Linked DNA regions of Sus scrofa: region 2 is linked to region 1. The links are chromatin contacts, called in public Hi-C maps. All regions are on one chromosome and are shown on one strand. The core of a region is the stretch at or near the end of the contact, and the rest is flanking DNA. Distances in the headings are between cores, read along the strand shown.

Evidence for each region. A called contact is a pair of places that touch in the nucleus more often than the background predicts.
Region 2: a Hi-C map of omental adipose tissue shows a contact between it and region 1, with 1.8 times the contacts expected there. The contact joins two enhancer-like sites. A contact is called at or near these places in 1 of 5 promoter capture datasets (liver) and 22 of 47 Hi-C or Micro-C datasets (alveolar macrophages, blood, brain and 10 more).

The regions. Positions count from the first base shown.
Region 1 is chr13:28,905,593-28,908,138 of Sscrofa11.1, reverse strand. It overlaps SACM1L (phosphatidylinositide phosphatase SAC1), which reads right to left. Exons shown (of 22, transcript XR_002337509.1): 22 at 1,636-2,546. The region is part of intron 9 of SLC6A20 (sodium- and chloride-dependent transporter XTRP3); the gene reads left to right. Among named protein-coding and RNA genes, the nearest start is that of SLC6A20, 38 kb to the left of the region's middle. Within about 2 kb of position 1,273, at least 9 of the 83 cell types and tissues checked have an H3K27ac peak or open chromatin away from gene starts, as enhancers often do. A contact at or near this core is called in omental adipose tissue, where this site is marked.
Region 2 is chr13:29,068,404-29,070,949 of Sscrofa11.1, reverse strand. It overlaps a transcript of FYCO1 not described here. Among named protein-coding and RNA genes, the nearest start is that of CXCR6, 26 kb to the left of the region's middle. Within about 2 kb of position 1,284, at least 16 of the 83 cell types and tissues checked have an H3K27ac peak or open chromatin away from gene starts, as enhancers often do. A contact at or near this core is called in omental adipose tissue, where this site is marked.

The sequences.
Region 1 (2,546 bases), core at 24-2,523:
GTCTAGAGAGCCTTGCTCATCGGAGTAGGGTTCCAGAGGGTAGCAGCCACCTTACCAGAGAGCAGCTGAGACATGGAGCCCAGACATGTCCCCCAGACAACCCAGGTCCATGGAATTCGATCCTACCTTGGAAGCCATCCAGGAGTCAGAGGCTCATGGCACTTTGCAAACCTCGCTCGAATGTGAGTCTGATGGGAAGGCTGTACCCCTGCCCTCCCTCTTCCGCAGTTCTTCCAGATCCTCCCTCAAAAATGGTGAGGAGGGACTGGTGAGAGAGGGTTGTGTTTGTGCCTGTGTTTGTGTCTGTGTGTGTGTGTGCATATGTCCGTGCGCACGTGTGTATGTGTGGTAGGGACATACCAGATGGCATACACTCTAGGAGCCAGGCCCCTTACCTGGTATCTCCCAGTGTGTCCCTGGAGGCACTAGGGTTTGACTCAACCTTGTGGGTTTTCCACGATCAAAGAATTTCAGGGCAGGACAGAAAAGGGCTGAAATGTCTTTTTGCAGGATTTCTCAGAGCCAGGGTGACAAGAGTAAATCTCAAAGAGGAGCTTATAATTTGTAGTGTTTGCAAAAGCCTGGTGATCCAGGAAGTCCTTTGAATCCTCACCTCGCCCCTGCCCCGCAGCTGCCAACAGCCAGCCCCAAGCAATCAAGGTCATATGGACACGGATGTTAGGGTGACCGACTCTCCCTCATCTCCTGGGCCCAAGGCTTTGCAGGGCAGTGGCAAGTTCAGTGCTAAAGGTCCAAAGAAAAGTGGGAGCAGTTGGTTCCCTAGGAAATGCCGGTGTAGGGGGCACCTCAGACCGTGGGTTTTTCAGGAGAAAGAGAGGAGCAGACCCCAGGGTGGTGGGTGTGGGGTGCAGGGCACGGCGCGAGAGACAGAAGGTGCCTGGGAGGGGGAGTGGCGGCGTCTTTGAAGCAGCCTGATCCCAGAGCAGCTTGCTATGAGCACAGCGCCGCCTGGTGGCCACACAGCGGTAGTGCCATGCTCCCTTTGCTCTGCAGCCCGTTCTTTACACCGGTGTGGATCAAGGCAAGTGGGGGGCGAGCGGCGGCGTGAAGGGACAGGAAAATGGAAACACTGTGTTCGCCGTGGTTTCAGGGATCCCAGGTGTTCACGTGCACGTGAGTTTTTGTGGCCTAGGGCCCAGGCGTCTGAGAGGTCAGAGGCAGCAGGGGCGCAGGTCCAGGAGAGGCAGGGCGCTATGGCTGCCACTCTGCCAGGCTCACCCTGGCGCGCTCCCGTCGCCGCCTTCGCCGGTGGCGCTCCACCTCGGCTGCCTCTCCTAGCACGGGGAGCAGTTTCAAAGGCCCTAGACTGCAGGTAGGATTCCAGTCTGTGTTCTGGGCCTGGGGCTTCCCCTGTCTGGGTGCCCTCAAGCAAGTTACATCCCAGCCCAGGGACCTCAGTCCCTTCCCCTGGGAAATGCCCAGAGAGCTGGGTCAGCCTTCCCACAAGGGGTGAAGATGCTTTCCATATCTATTTGTGCCTGTGTGTGCGTGAATGTGTGTGTACCAGTGCCAGAAATACACGAGTGTATCAGATCCATGGTCAAAAAGATACTCTTGTGGAATTGCTCACTTCATTGTGAGAGTCTATATTTGTTGTATTTCAGTTTAGAATAATTGATTGATTTGTTAATTCTTTATTGACGTCTTGTTGATTTACAATGTCAGGTGAGTTTCAGGTTACAGCACAAGAGATTCAATTGTATTATACACACACACACACACACACATCCACATACATACACATGTAAATATATATAGTCACACACACATACAAAATCTCTTTGGGATTCCTTTCCCTTCCCATAGAGGCTCTTCCAACACACTGAAAAGCATCCCCCATGCCATACAGTAGGCCCTTGTTGAGTACCTCTAGTGGTGCATATGAGTTCATGGCAACCTCCCAGTTTATCGCCCTCCACCCCTTTCCCGTTTGGTCGCCATGGTTTGTGCATCTGTTTCTATTGTGTAAATAAGTTCAGTTGTCTGTCTTCTTTGGTGCTTCCACCCGGGAAGGATAGCCTCTGGTATTTGTCTTGCTCTGCTGGCGTGCTTCACTTGGTATGCTAATTTCTAGGTCGATCAACGTTGCTGCCAATGGCACTGTTTCCTTCCTTTTTATGGCTGAGCCCCAGTCTCTTGGACCTAAGGAGCAGGTCTTCTTGATCCATGCATCTGTGGACGGACACCGAGCTTGCTTCCACACCCGGGCTGTTGTGACTTGTGCTGCTCTGGACCTGGGCGTGGGGGTGGGGGGGCCTGTGCGGTTTGGATCGATAGTTTTGTCCCGCTCTATGCCCACATGTGGGACCGCTGGATCATGGGGCAGCTCTAGTGTTTGTCTTTTCAGGACCCTCTGTCCTGTTTTCCATCGCAGCTGCCCCAAATTACATTCCTAGCAACAGTGTAGGAAGGATCTGTTTTCTGAAAGCATCTGTCTGCAGGCATGATGGAAATCAGAATGATGGTCTGTAGGCACCTACAGTTTGGAAGCATTGCTACACATCAGGTCCAACAGGCCAAGTCGT
Region 2 (2,546 bases), core at 35-2,534, 160 kb before region 1:
CCTCTGAGCAGATGTCGCTGCCCAAAGGCCACCCGTGCCAGCCGGTGCCCACCCCGGCCAGGTCACTGCCGCTGCTGCTGCTCCTTGGGCTTTCAGCCCTCAGGGTAACAGCCTCTTTTTCCATTTCTGTTTCCTCAGGTTTGTCTCCAAGAAAGTATTTTATCACTTAACAGTTGACCGGCCTGTGATCTATGATGGAAGTGATTTCCCGTAGCCTGGATTTTAATAGTTTCACATTACCCACAGGAAACACTACTCTTCCTCACCTGTCACATAAAGCACTAAAAAGAAAAAGAAAAAAAACAGCTGCTCTGAATATGAATGTCAACTATGCAACCCTGGGAGACAGGCCCTTGGCTGCTTCTCGGAGCTTCGCTGCCCCGAGCACTGTGTACTCAGCACTGTGCACTGTCACTCTTAGCCCCATGGCTTGCAAAGGCTCAAGCACCATTTCCATTGTCCTCACACCCAGAGGGGCACTTTGCCAAAGGTTTAAACACTCAGGAAACCATCAGCCTCACCTGGGGGTACAGTTGGTTCCAGGCCTCCTATGGAGAGTTTCTCAGGCCAGAGGGGACCCCAACTTCTGCCCGTGGAGAAACATGGTCCCCTGTGCCCAACGGGGGGCCAGGCATCCAGGTGACCAAGAGCTAGGATGCCTTGGCCAGGCCCTGTGAGTCCTCCCAGGAAAAGGAGCTCGGGGCACCCGTGGGTCCACCTGAGATCCCAGCTGTCGTGCTCCTACCCCTTCCTACCCTAGGAAGTTGGGGGCTGCTCCAGAACTCAGCCATTTCCATGGGGCCTCCAACTGCACTTTCCTCCTGGCCCTTCTGTCTGAGCAGTGCTGTCCTTGAGCAAAGCCCTTCACTCAGCCTGGCCTCTCAAAGCTCAAAACATTACCCTAAGAATCAGAACTGAAGCAAATCCCAGGAAACAACCCATCTACGGCGGGCCTGTAATGTTGTCTGTGTACAGAAGGCCAGAGCCCAGATCCTGGGCAACATCAGCCCCACGACCAAAAAGCAGGATTGTGCGTCAGCTTTTAGGGCTAACTCCTCAGCTGACAGCTTGTCTTTGTTTATATCAATAAGAGCTTCTGCCTAACTTGCAGATGCTTTTACTAATTATCATAATCAGGGTAGGAACCCCTTTTATAAATTGAGACTTCTTAACAGACGTCTTTGGTAACACAAATGTAAACAGGCATAATTCACAGATCTGCTCTTTGCTCACTTCTCAGCCCCTCCTCCCTACCTGCCAGATTCCCCACACCCCATCTGCCCACTTCCTGCTGCTCAGCCTGCACATGACACCCAGCAGCTGTCTCCCTTTGGGGCAGATAAATCCTGTTTCCTTTTGTCAGACAAGGAGATAATCTTCCTATTCTCTACCGTTTTCTACCACCACCGAGTGCTCGCCTGTGGTGGCCCCTTTGGGCCCTGTTCACAGAAGCCAGCACCTACAGTCAAGGCCCAGGTACTTCCATGGGTGACCAGAGTATCTCACGAAGCGGCTCACCTTGGCCAGGGATGAGGGGGAGGGTGCTGGGCAGGGTGGCTGAGGTTCTGAGCGCTGGACCCAGCCTGTCCTTCAGGTAGCCTGGTGACTAAGCCGAGTCATACACCTCGAGGCTTCATCTCGCCATTCCCGAGCCTGGTCTGGCCAGTTTTGAGAGCTCAAGAGTGGGTCAGGAGCCCCAGGCCAACTTCAGCTCAAACCCCATGTGTACCAGCAGAGAGAACCATGGGGCAGGGCTGGGAGGAAATGACTTTGGCGATGGGCTTGGAACTTTCATTGAAACAGGAGACTTAAGCACTTCTAGTCACTTTAATAAGGGCTTGGGGCATGATGAACACTGGACCTCTTGTGCTTTTTCCTGGAACAGCTGCCTCTAGTAGAAAGCTCCAGCATCTCCTCAGGCAAGGCTTTGACAGGTGCTCAGCATCAAAATGGAAATGGCCAGGACCCCAGAGGCTTCCTAGCCTCATGCTTGTCCTCACAGGTGTGCCACACAGCCTGAGGACTATTCCAGGGCAAATTACCTTTGAATCCACCTACCTTTTTGGAAAGGATAATCAAAAATAGCTTGTTTGCCACATGGGAGAAACTAACCAAAGAACCCAGAGCAGTCTGGAATCTTGGTTTGAGTGCTTAGCTTTCCCACAGTACCGTGGAGACCTTGGCCAAGTTGATGGCCTTCTGCCAGTGTACCCACCATCATCTGCAGCTTGAACCAACATTTTGTGAATAGCTGATGTGTTGCCTTCGAAAGACCTGGGACAGTCCATCTGAGGCTGGTTCTGAACCTGTCACTCAACCCAGCAGGGGACCAACTGCAGCTTAAAAACCACTTGGCGCTTGTGAGGCCAACTCAGAGCCACTCCTCCAAGAGAGTGGGGGCCCCTTGTGCCACCACCACCGCAAGCAGTGACTACAGTTGTGCAAAAAAGCCTTTGCTGCATTCAGAGGCCTGCCCTCTGAGGTCACACCCTGCCTCTGCAGCATATTTATTTTTTGTGCTGGATGGACTCTGGTCCTTTGTTTCT